Linked DNA regions of Danio rerio: all the other regions are linked to region 1. A link is a contact called in public Hi-C and Micro-C data. All regions are on one chromosome and are shown on one strand. The core of a region is the stretch at or near the end of the contact, and the rest is flanking DNA. Distances in the headings are between cores, read along the strand shown. Region 1 holds the start of npm1b (nucleophosmin 1b). Region 2 holds the start of aup1 (AUP1 lipid droplet regulating VLDL assembly factor). Region 3 has its middle 20 kb from the start of kazald2.

What was found. Hi-C and Micro-C count contacts between places; a contact is called where the count stands out from the background.
Region 2: a Micro-C map of caudal fin shows a contact between it and region 1, with 7 times the contacts expected there. The contact joins the promoter of aup1 here to the promoter of npm1b in region 1. A contact is called at or near these places in 7 of 18 Hi-C or Micro-C datasets (caudal fin, embryo, hematopoietic stem cells and 1 more) and 3 of 4 datasets of contacts at active chromatin or transcription factors (caudal fin, embryo and gastrula embryo).
Region 3: a Hi-C map of an unstated tissue shows a contact between it and region 1, with 6 times the contacts expected there. The contact joins the enhancer-like site here to the promoter of npm1b in region 1. A contact is called at or near these places in 3 of 18 Hi-C or Micro-C datasets (caudal fin, hematopoietic stem cells and an unstated tissue) and 2 of 4 datasets of contacts at active chromatin or transcription factors (caudal fin and gastrula embryo).

Annotation. Positions count from the first base shown.
Region 1 is chr14:6,169,372-6,173,918 of GRCz12tu, forward strand. npm1b (nucleophosmin 1b) reads right to left here and starts at 3,048. Exons shown (of 11, transcript NM_001166155.1): 1 at 2,972-3,048; 2 at 2,261-2,343; 3 at 1,750-1,869. The coding sequence starts at 3,020.
Region 2 is chr14:6,363,346-6,367,892 of GRCz12tu, forward strand. It overlaps aup1 (AUP1 lipid droplet regulating VLDL assembly factor), which reads left to right and starts at 2,034. Exons shown (of 12, transcript NM_199690.2): 1 at 2,034-2,188. The coding sequence starts at 2,148.
Region 3 is chr14:6,324,944-6,329,490 of GRCz12tu, forward strand. No RefSeq gene overlaps it. Among named protein-coding and RNA genes, the nearest start is that of kazald2, 20 kb to the right of the region's middle. Within about 2 kb of position 2,153, at least 4 of the 62 cell types and tissues checked have an H3K27ac peak or open chromatin away from gene starts, as enhancers often do.

The DNA of each region.
Region 1 (4,547 bases), core at 1,798-4,297:
AATTCTAAAATGAATGTCTAATAATTATAGAATATTAATGATGATGAAAATGACAATAATAGTAACAATGAATTACATTTCTCATTATGATGCTGCCTTAAATGACGTGCATGAATATCTGCTATAAAAAGTCTGTTACTTTATGAAAAATAAATGTATAGTTTGCATCAAACAAAAATGAAGCATTGCAGTAAGAAATATGGATTTTGTACTGCTGTTTTTATATGCATGTCAATTTAATAAATAATATTTCTGCTACAAAACAAACAAAATATTATAATAAATAATTCAATTCAAAGCTGAAAGCTGCAAAACAGTCATCAGTAAATAAATAAAAAATAATATACACCTCAAAAAAGAATAGACAAGATAAAGTAAGTAAAGTCTCACTTCTATCACTCTTTAAAAGTTTTGGTTTCAGTTTGTGTCAATTTAAAGGTTTAGTCTGAGCTCAGACTGGCTGATCTTCATTTTTCTGTGTTAGTGAAAAGCAGGCGAGTCAGCCGACCCAATTTATGAGCAGGCAGAGCAGTACTCTTGCGATGACCACCGACGCAATACCGTTCGTTGTTATGATGAGCCGCAGTTTCAGTGTAAACTTAGTAAAGGCGAGCTCCTTTGACGATGATATGTACAGTATTAGATTTGACTTTTAGCGGACATTTGCGCTGAACACGCAGTGAATGCAACGCATCGAGATTCGGGCACCTTCTCCGAAAAACACGTACTCGATTGATCTCAGCTGGCGGATCAATATTCACCACGTCATGATCGCTCTCATCTGCGCCCTCAACTTTAGATGGGGTTTGCAAACCTGTGTGCTTTAAGTTATTACTCTTCAGCCGTTTGTATTTCCCGTGGTCGTAAAAGCTCCTTCCTTGTCATCTAACAGCGGAAAGTCTTAAGGGATTGACAGCTAATAGGAACCAATATAGCGGCAGGGAAGAGCGATTCAGCACGTTTTTACAAAAAATCAAAACAGGTCGCACTACAACCATTATCTGTAGTCGCACTAATGCGCCAAAATATATTATTAGGTCGCATAGATTAATTTTCGGGCGCATATGTGACCAAAATGGTCGCAATTTCGAGCCCTGAGTTACTATGACCATTTATGTGAAGCTGATTTGATACAATCTACATTGTAAAAGCACTATACAAATAAAGCTGAATTGAATTGAATTACTTGGGGTGTGCAGGGTTTCCACATATTTTTCATTTCATAATTTATTAGATTTTTTCAAACTAATTTCATAGTAGATATCTAAATAAAGGTTCCATTCACAGTACTTCAATTACAATTTAATACTCTGACAATACTATTAAATACTAAAAGTCAGCTAAAAGTATAAAAATATTGAGCTAAATACTTGGAACTTAGAAAAAACTTGTTTTTTTTCTAAATTACATAAGATCCCAAATATCACTAGTTTATCGGCAAGATGTATTTTAAAGACGGAATAATATCAGCTGTTTACAAGGGTCTTCATTCATTCATTTTCCTTCGGCTTAGTCCCTTGTTTATCAAGGCTCGCCACAGCGGAATGGACCGCCAACTATTCCAGCATACGTTTTACGCAGCAGATGGCCTTCCAGCTGCAGCCCTGTACTGGGAAACCCCCAAACACTCTCACATTCACACACACACACTTGTAACAAAATTTTTTTTACACTGTGATGCTATTTACAAACTTTTTTACACCTGTTTATAACACAAAACCCAACGGAAATGAACTCTAGAACACTTACAGAAGGCAGAACGGATGGTTTCAATACAGCAAGTGTGATTTTGGTGGTTTTGCCATCGTAAGTCAATCCCTCCATCTCCACGGTGTGGAATTTATCCTCCGCCTCGGCACCCAAACACACCTGAGAACACGGGTGAAGAGGTGAGAGATGTGGTATTGCCAGTTTACAGACAATCAAAACGACTTGTCTGAAATATACAGTGCATCATTAGCATAGTGCCTCACAAAAGAAATACTGCTATGGCTTGTTATCATTTTCCTGTTCATTCATGTAATGCAGCTTTGACACAATCTATATTGTGATACAGAAAATAAGTGTTGTAAAACAGAATACAGCTGCACAAAATATTGTTTTAGCATCAATATCACAACTACACATTTCTAAAACTACTTTAAAAATTACAATTCCTGAGAAAAACTACTCAATTACAGTAATTGGAGTATTTGATATTACTTTACACCACTGCCTATATGGCAATATTAGACTTTTGTCAAATATTCATCTTCCTCACCGACTTAAGTGACAGCTGATGTTCAGCCTCATCATCATCCAGGTCAACTTTGTGCTCTTTCTTGTCAGCCTTTAACGAACAACCTACAGGAAGACAGCAAAACTAAATTGAGAATAAAGTTGGTTTTATATTCGCACATTCGTTAAGTGACAGCTCAGTTTTGTTTACCATGGTACTTTGATTATTCGGACTGAAATTACATGCAAGTATGACTTCAAAACAACATTATCATTATTTAATTGACTGTAAACATTGTAGTATTTTGATTGGCTGCTAATATGATTTCACTATTTAGAATTTGCAAAGAATACTTTTTTGAAATGATATTAAGATGAAAATATGAATGTGCGAATATAAAACCAACTTTACCTTAATCAAAAACTAATACTTTATTCAAAAATGTTGTAAACACGTGATAAACTTTAGAAAAACCCATTTTATGCAACCAAAAATCCCACAAAATAAACAACATCCTTTATAAATAGAAAATAAATACATGAAATATAACTATCCCCAGTCCTCCAGCCCATTATATCGCATATATAAACATTAGACTAAACACAAAGGCAGAGCCAATACATGTGGCTAGCTGCATTAGCCACAACTCTTGTATTACAGTGCAATGCAGCAGTAGGAGCTTATCGTTTGATTGCATATGACGAATTGTCGCATATATATGGTTATGCAACGTGTGATTTTAATTCAGCTCACCAAACAAATACATCTGGGGTCGGCTGAGGTCTTTAATGTTATCCTCCATTTTTGCGCGCACAGGTCCTGTTAAACGTAGTTCCGGCGTGTTGATTGACATCGAAATGGACGAATGAGAGTGTAGAAGTGGGCGGGCTTTCAATAGCGTCGTCCAATAGTATGCACGGTCGGTGATCATGTAAAGCCCTTTGTTTCTTTTTCGTGCGTCCACTACCTCGTTTGTCCTCACGATGGAGCCATTTGATAAATCCTCACTATATTTGCCTTGCAAAAACTATAGATATAAACACTAGATATCGCATAGGGACCCTGAGCATGCGTCATTAGCGCCGCCACATTGGTACAGTGCTCCCAGGACAAATGTCATTCAACCGCACTAGTCAAGACAGTGTTATTACGTGAAGACGCGGGACTTTAGCGCTGTCTACGGGTGTAGTAACGAGCAAACAAAGAAAATAAAGCACAAAGGCAAAACATTTCATAGGTAATATTGTGTTTTTTTCTGTTTTTGTATGTTCTGAACTTTTATGCTAATCAGGTAACGTTATTGAGGATAACAGTCACTTACTGCATTCACCATACGGCAAAGCAGCTCCAACTCGCACTAAACACTCGGCTTATGCTAGTTTTGTTGAATAAAATCAGCAAACAATGCAAAAGAAATATGACAACGAGATGCTGCGCTGCCAGAAACTTGTATTATTGTCGGCTAACGTTAGTGAAAGAGTCGTTCGGGGGATTCATTCACAAACGAATCGCTCCCTCCGTCAGTATGAGAAGTGAAAGCAGGAGAGGATGTGTGTTTCAGGACATGATTAGATCAAATTTAACAGGGAGGGTGAATAGTACATTTCTGTACACACAAACACAAGCTTTTTGTCAGGAATTCCCGTGCGGTCACTGATCTATCAATGTAGAAAAGTGATGTAAAATTATAATTTTTGTAATTAGAAAAAAAATTACATACTAACATCCAGGAAAACTCCCGATCACAGATATATGTGTATATGTGTATATCTCTGTCTTTGCATGGCCACAGTCCTCAATTGTACCGTGGTCCCGCATTCATTTCAAAGGAGCGCTACCCTGTAGCAAGATGGCGGCGCTATTGACGCACTCCGTCCAATAGACAACAATAGGCCAGGCGACATCTAGTCTATATATCTATGGCAAAAACGCCAAATCTTTTTTGTCTGCTCAACAACATCGTGTTGATTTGTGTTTTGTATGAGGATGGGTTTAATTAGCTGTGTGATTTTAGACATGTTTACATGCATCCCCAGATAATAAAACGATAGCATCATTATTAGTGCTAGTTATTGTTATTGTTAACTTAGTAGAAGTAGTAGTTAATAACTAACTAACTGACTTACTAAATAAATAAATAAACACCACCTTGGTTAGTTTATTACCTCGTTGCAAGGTTTTACTGTATTTTTTTCTATCATGTTTATTCAGTTTTAAACGCTTACTGTTAACAGCCATCTGCAGTATTCTAATATTGCTGAAAGTGTTATAATGTAGACAAAAAGTATTTAGAATCATTATTATTTGTAGTAGTAGTAATAATAATGAA
Region 2 (4,547 bases), core at 784-3,283, 190 kb after region 1:
GTTTGTGTGTGTGTGAGGACTGTTCATTTGTATAGTGACTTTTATTATAGATGGCAGCCATATGGATCAGGCGTTTCAGATTTTCAGGATCACAGAGTTTATTGCCTTTGCAGTGTATGCTGGGATCAATACATGACAAACTGTGTTACCTGCTTTGTCAATATCTACTGTCAGGCTGATCAAGAAGAGATTTAGTTTGCAACAGTTAGTGTGCCATTTTTAATTCCGATTCGCTTGCAAGAAGAACAATTATTAGGAAAATTGTGTTTTTTATGTTTTTTTTTTATTTATTACACTATGGTATACGCTGAAAAGAGTCACTGACAGGAAATTACAGAAAAGCTGAAGCATTGTTTTTAGAAGGGCTTAAGAGTGGGAGTAATGGCATGGAAAACACAAAGCTTGTGGCGCTCTCTAGTGTTTGGGGACCGCAAGTGTTTCCTGTAAAAAATATATATATATGCCACGGCTAATTCAGACTGTTGATATTCAATGTTAATACATATAGCCTACCTCTGCTGCTTAAATGCGACAAGCACATTTACTAGACACACATCTGACAGTAAATATCGGATAAGAACACCTAGAGCTATTCTATCTTTAAGAGAGAAGAGGTATGCACATAGATCATACCATGCAGACTGTTTCAGAAAAGTCGATCATATGATTTGGCATATATTGAAACAACAGTTATGATAATATCACAGACGATATACACTAATCGGCCACTTTATTAGGTACACCTGTCCAACTGCTCGTCAACACAAATTTCTAATCAGCCAATCACATTGCAGCAACTTAATAAAATAAGTCATGCAGACATGATCAAGGAGATCTTCTTTAGGTCAAACCGAGCATCAAAATGGGGAAGAAAGTTGATTTATGTGACTTTGAACGTGGCATGGTTGTTGGTGCCAGACGGGCTGGTCTGAGTATTTCAGAAACTGCTGATCTACTGGGATTTTCACGCGCAACCATCTCTAGGGTTTACAGAGAATGGTCAGAAAAAGAAATGTCTTGTTGATGCTAGAGGAAAATGGCCATCCACAGAAATGACAACTGACCCAGCCGGGACTCGATCCAGAACCTTCTTGCTGTGAGGCGACGGTGCTAACCACTAAGCCGCCCCTTATTAATGTTTATATTAAGTTTATTTATGGTGCTTTTGACAAGATTTGTTGTTTCAATACGTATATCAATTGTGGGAAAGTAGAACCAATTCTACAGAATGACCCATATATCAAAATGATTCCAATGAAATGCTTATTAATTGTTCACGCATAACAACAAAAAGGGTAGAAAAACTGCACACTGTATGGAATGTATGTAATGCATATTCCATAACGCAAGATGTCAGCCTTCAACTTGAAAAATGCATATAAAAAAGCACGCAAATAAGAAGCTGAAAGGTGAGTTGTCCTTTAAAACTCAAGTGGAACGACGAAGTTTCATGCATCAGCTTTTCCACTCTTGCCTTTGAGTAACAGTTTTACAAGGGCGCCGCAAGAGGTCGCTGCACTTTCATCATGCTTAAAGGTTAATTATTATATGTATATATCTTTTTTTACAACTATTACTATTTATTACTATTTATCTTTTTATGTAAACTTTATTAATGCTTTGGCAATACATTTGTAACATTTGTCATGCCAATAAAGCAATTATTGAATTAAATTGAATTAAGACAGACAGACAGACGGATAGATAGATAGATGGATGGATAGATAGATAGATAGATAGATAGATAGATAGATAGATAGATAGATAGATAGATAGATAGATAGATAGATAGATAGATAGATAGATAGATAGATGCTCGTTTTGTGTTTAGCGTTATATATACAACAATTAATATTGTATACATTACAGCTGTTTTAAATCTTGAAAACACAAATTCAACTTCTAAACACCAATCAGATGTGCTGCCAAAAACCACGTGATTAAGCACGGAAGTTACTCCGGAGTGCCTGATCGCCTTTCTGTCGTGAAGTTCTTTGCGCTTCATCTAGAAACATCAGCCGCGTCTCAACATGGCGAAAAACAGCACAGGCTAATAGCGGCTAGCGTTTCTCCCCCCTCACCTTCCGTTTAATCCCGAGGAATAGTATGCAGCAGCCTTTGAAAATATCCCAGAAAGATTTTAAATAATGGAAACGCGGGGGATTGAGCAGATGTTCGACTTCCAGCGGTAATTTACTCCCATTTAAAGCTTTGAAAACAGTTGCAGCGCTAACACAATTAGCCTTAGCATGTACAGCATCAAAACTCTCTAAAACACAACCGCGTCAAGGCTGTTAGCGTCTCATAAATGACACTCAGACCCGTGCATCAGGATATCAATAGGAAAGATCAATGCTTTCTGAATTATTTGGACTGTTATAATAATTTACTGTACAATGTTTAGCAGAAATGCTAATGAAACAGTACTATATGCTCTATAAGACATTCATGCAGTTTACGAAACTGGCTGTGTCGTAATTGAAACATGTAAACACACGATGTGTATAAGCACAACGAGTCTTCGTATTTGAGATTCTGACATCAGTAAGATTTGTTGCATTCAGTACACATGATCTACATTAAGTTTACATAGATGTATGATGATATTTCAGCTGATATTCTCCACAAAAGCCAAGTCATTAATCCATAACCAGTGCCAAACAGAATCTGCGGACATTTTTCGGTATCTCTGGAAATAACAATACACGAATTTAAGCGGGATTATTTTCAAATTGTAGTAATTAAAAACATAACAAATTAAATAAATATATCATTTACTATGTAAATTGTGTTGAACAAAGTTTCTCATATAAAATATCTACACTAAAATGCAGTGTTTCTCACAATTCCTTCATGTTGTCACAACACAAATTAAGTTAACTCATTCATGTTTACGAATTTAAGTTGATTGAACATGAATTAATTTGTGCCAAAAAAGTAAGAATTTTGTTGTTTCAACTTATTTAAATGAGTAGTTTGAACGAGCATATATAAAGTAAAATATGATAAAGAAATATTTTATATTCTTTTGCATGTGGTTAATATGTATAAACTATTAACAGATTGAATTGACAGAAATGGTACTATATTGTGTTATATATTGTTATCAGGATATGATATGACTTGTTTCATGATATGAGATTTTTTGTCACACTGCCCAGCCCTATAAACATTTGCGTAATGCAATAAATTAATAATGTAATAAACATACATTTACACACATTTAAATCAGCAAATAGACTCAATGATGTGCTAAATAATCTGAAATTAAAATTTATTTATAGCTGAGCAACTCCAGCATTATGGATGTGGCATTTGCAGTAAAAATTCAAAACATAAATTCATGTTAACGTTATATTGTAACATCTGTTTATTCTTTCCAAAACAACTAACCACAGAGTTATGGGATCAGGAAAATATCAATCAGTAAACATTTTTATGTTTTAAAAAAGGAAAATAAACATGTTATGGATGTGACCAAAATAATTAGGAAGTTTACAGTCTACAAAATAGAAATTCTGTGAATTAAACTGCGCAAGCCAAAAGAAATATTGTTATTCGAAAGGATGAGAGTCGGCTCTCTATAGAACAAAAATAATTGATTTGATTTTATTTAACATTTTTGTATTTATGAGAAAAAAAAAGCTTCGTTATGGATGTGACGTCTGTCCGTTATGGATGTGACGGATGTGAAATTGACACTTGTGTGACTTTGGTAAATCAAATATAATTGTTTAAGAACATTGACTGAGATATTTTTGGGTATTTTTACAGTCCTGTAAAATACAAGCCTACACAAAAAACTTAGAAAGGGTTTCGCTATTTTAGTAAAAACTTCATTTTTTCATGGGAAGGTTGAAATTTGCGTGGAATTGCTCCTATCTACACGATAAATGCTGGGTTTCTCACTATGCTTTCATGTTGTCACAACACAAATAATTAAGTTAACTTGTTCATGTTTACAAATTTAAGTTGATTGAACCTAAAACAATTAATTTGTGCCAAAAAACATTAGAAAGTTGTTGTTTCAACTTATTTAAAAGTGTAGTTTGAACGAGCAGCAAAAATAATTTTTTTTGAGTGTACTAAAAGAAAGAAAATATGTCAGTACAACTGTATTGACATACAAAAACCTACAAATGTATTTGTATGTAATAAGAATACAACTGTTTTTGTACATATATTACATAACCATTTAGGGTTGTGCTACAAGTCAATATATATCGTACAAATCATTTGTTTTGAAACGTGTCTTAAATTGTATTTTGGATAATTATTTTATAATTCTACATTTTTAATAAAAATTTGCTAAATAATATGAGAGATCCTGAGTATATATAGATATATGATTTAAAGAAATATTCCTTTGCATGTGGTTAATATGTATAAACTATTAACAGATTGAATTGACAGAAATGGTACTATATCGTGTTATATATTGTTATCAGGATATGATTGTATCGTATATATGTGATTTTTGTCATACAGCCCAGCCCTATAAACATTTGCGCAATGCAGTAAATAATAATGTAATAAACATACATTTA
Region 3 (4,547 bases), core at 903-3,402, 150 kb after region 1:
ATTAAAAACTGTAAACAGTACTATGGTTTTGCTTGGTTAAAATAATGCTTTTAAATAAATTAATATGCAAATGCTGTACAAAAAAAACTAAAAGGGTGGGTTAATAGTTACTGTATGTTCAACAATCATCAAACTAATTTAAATCATTGATAACACAAGTAAACAAGTGCTACCAAGAGAAAGAGAAAATAAAAAACAAAACTACATAGCCCTGTGTGAAAAAATGTTTGCCCCCCTAAACCTAACTGGTTTGGCCACCCTTAGCAGCATCAACTGCAATGAAGTGTTTTCGATAACTTGCAATGAGTCTGTTACAGCGCTGTGGAGGAATTTTGGCCCACTCATCTTTGCAGAATTATTGTAATTCAGCCACATTCAGCGACCTCTCCAAAGCTTTGATACAGTGGATCATACCTTGTTACAACGCCTCAAAAGTATTGCTTTATTTGATCATGCTATTGGTTGGATCTTACAAATCGAAATCAATGTGTGCAAGCGAATGGCCTTGTTTCAAGTACTTTGAATGTAACTAAAGGTGTTCCACAGGGTTCAGTATTGGGGCCTCTTTTCATTATTAAATTCATTATAAATTTTCATTATTATGCAGATGATACAGTCATATACACGACTGCATTTACACTTAATTTGGCCTTTTCTCAACTACATATCACTTTCAATGTACTTCAACATAATTTATCTGAGTTTAAATTAGTTTTAAATGCCAATTAACCAAAATTTATGCCATTTTCAAATTCAAAACAAGCCAAGCAAAAGCTACGTCCTATTGCTACTACTCATGGTGCAGAGATTGAATTGGTGTCCCAGTATAAATATCTTGGAATTTGAATTGACGATACACTTTCTTTTAGTACTCACATTCAGCAATTGGTGAAAAAATTAAAAGTGATTTTAGGCTTCTATTTTAGAATTAAGAACTGCCTTTCTTTTGATGCTAAAAAGAAGCTGTTTGAGGCAACATTCATATCGACATTGGACTAAGGTGATGTTATCTATATGCATGCTTCGTCTCAAAGTCTGCATGCATTGGATACTGTTTACCATGGTGCACTAAGATTTATAACTAATTTTAAATCCCCAACTCATCACTGTGCTGTATACTAGGGTAGGTTGGTCTGCTTTGTCCTTTCGTAGGCTAAAGCATGGTCATATTCTTGTTTACAAATCTATACTGGGTTCACTCTCATCAAATCTACAGAATTACATTTCGTGATTCTGTTTAGTGACATCACGCAGAGCTGTTACTATAGTTCCTTAACTGGGGACTTTTTCACGTGCAGCATAATATCATTGCACGTCCTATAGCGGCAAAGTTCCTTGAATGAGAGCATAGTTCCCAGCCATATTGACTTAGAAAATTGATTTTAATTTTCCATCAGTCTTAGTACATGATGTAACTACAGAAGAGTCAAGCTTTAAATATGAAAATAATAAAACTCTTTTTTTGAACGAGATGCTAATGGTCTAATACAGTTTAATAATCATGCTAAGTTAATGCTCCCCGCAGACCAAAAGATCAGCTGAATGAATTCAAAAATGGTCAAACTCAACTATTTAACTTTAGGTGATCAGTAAAATGAGCCTATTTCAAAACAAAAGTGTGTGTGTGTTTGTGTGTGTATCCACTAGCTCTCTGTTTGAATAATTTGAACTATAGTTTTAGTAGCATAGCTTGTTTTTCTGTTATGCTAGCATGCATGTTTCCACCAAGTGTTCATTCATTGTTATGTTTATTTATTGTATTAAGAATTAATATTTCCTCTATGTCTCTGTGGATATTTCATTTTGGCCAGTCTATGTGCAGCTGGCTGGGAAAAGACCAGTCAGACTGTGCCACCCAATGCCATAGCAGAAAACGACGAGCCCGTTAGTAATTCAGCGCCATTTCCAATTAGTGTGACAACAATAACCTTTCATCCTGTCATTTATCAATTAGAGGAGAGGAAAAAATCGTCCAGCTGAGAGCTGTGCAATAATGTGCAGCTGTGCTGAAGAATTCGGCGTCCCTTTATTACTTTGCGACAAAGGGGAGACAAAGACATATTTCACTCATTGCGTGACTTAATGAGGGCGCTCACAATCCATCATCCAAATGCAGCCCAGCAGAGGACGGATTCTCGCGAGACTTTCGGCATCAGCTTTCAGTGTTCTCGCGAGAGTTCCTACACGGAGCGAATAGACAGGAGCACGCGCCACCTGATGGTATTAATGAAGCATTTCTGCGACTTTTCTCAGCTATTTTAAAGCTAAAGTCGATTCTGTGCTGCTTGACATCACGTTACTGAAGCTTGCTTTTGAACCAAGGCATAAACGAATCATTTCTGGTTATTATATTTTGTGGGTTTCGTTTTTCAGACCCGAGGACATGATCTTATCAGCACACTGAGGTAAATAACACTGATTCATCTGAATAATCACATACAAATTTACAGAACTAAATACGATTCTTTCTTTCTTTCTTTCTTTCTTTCTTTCTTTCTTTCTTTCACAAATATTTCACAAAATTCACAAATATTAATTATTAAGGAATATAATGTATGTTATGTGTATATATATATATATATATATATATATATATATATATATATATATATATATATATATATATATATATATATATATATATATATATATAAACCTAGTAGGCTAATTATGCTCATAATTATATATACAATCTATATATCATAATAAATATATGAAATGTTTATATCATACATAATGTGAATATATCATAATTTCCATATCAGTATAAATCATAGTTAAATCCTTAACAAATGCATATATCATAATTTTATAATTTTAAAAATATAGCTAATTTTATAATTAAAATGTATACTTATTTCAAATAATTAGTCAATTGCAAAAACAACATTGTTAATAATGAAACATATTAATTTTAAGGAGTATAATAAATGTCATGTTATATAAATCTTGTAAATATGTTTCATAATTATATATGAAATCTAAATATCATAATTAATATGTATATATCATAGTTTGTGAATTGTAATTAAATAATTTGTATATATGTGTAAATTATAAAAATTTATATATCACATTTATATGTCATAATATAAATATATATTTAAGTTATTAATTAAATTAATATAATATAATTAATTTTTTAATATGAAAAAACAATATTTTAAATAATGAAGCTTATATATGAATATGATATGATGCTGTTACATACATATAAACCTGGTAAATGTTTCATAATTATAGATGAAATGTGTGTCATAAGTAACGTACATATATCATAATTTGTATAAATCATAATTAAATAGTTTGTAAATATGTATAAATCATAATTAAATAATAAAACAAATGTATATATTATAATTTCATATTTATATCCTAAATAATGTGCATATATCATCATTTGCAAATAAGTATAAATCATAGTTAAGTCCTTAACAAATCCATATATCATAATTTTATAATTATGTAAATATAACTAATTATAATATCTAATTAAAATATATAATCATGCTTAATAATTAGGCTATAGTTGAAACTGATAACAATTTGATTGGTTTTTACAAAATGTTCTTAAACTACATCAGTAAATCAGAGCAAAAATTTTAATTAAAACACTACAAAAACCTTAGTTCTCATTACTTTTTTTTAAGTTACATTCACTAACTAACTAGGCCTAATTAATCAATTAATGTATATGTATATTAGGTATACTACTTATTTGAGCTGTATGAGATATCAAAATCAGCTGACTATTTGACAATCAAGCCACGATTCTTACCTCTTTCTTTTAAAACATCTAATTATTAATAACTAAATAAATAACTGTGTATACAAATGGTTATTTAATATAATGTTATGAATTCAATCGTTATTAAACATTACATTTAGGTATAATTATATTATATAGGGGTAACACGGTGGCTCAGTGGTTAGCACTGTCGCCTCACAGCAAAAAGGTCACTGATTCAAGTCCCAGCTGTGGATTCTGTGGATGTTTCCCAGTACTGGGTTGCAGCTGGAAGGGCATCCGCTGTGTAAAATATATGCTGGATAAGTTGGTGGTTCATTCCGCTGTGGTAACCCCTGATAAATAAAGGCACTAAGCCGAAGGAAAATGAATAAATTAATATTATATATATATATATATATATATATATATATATATATATATATATATATATATATATATATATATATATACTGATAAAATTGTACATTTAATTGACTGAGTGTGTATTTATTTACTTATTTCATTCATTCATTTTCTTGTCCACTTAGTCTCTTTATTAATCCGGGTCGCCACAGCAGAATGAACTGCCAACTTACCCAGCAAGTTTTTACACAGCGAATGCCCTTCCAGCCGCAACCCATCTCTGGGAAACATCCACACACACATTCACACACACACACTACGGACAATTTAGCCTACCCAATTCACCTGTACTGCATGTCTTTGGACTGTGGGGGAAACTGGAGCACAGGGAGGAAACCCACGCGAATGCAGGGAGAACATGCAAACTCCATAGAGAAACGCCAACTGACCCAGC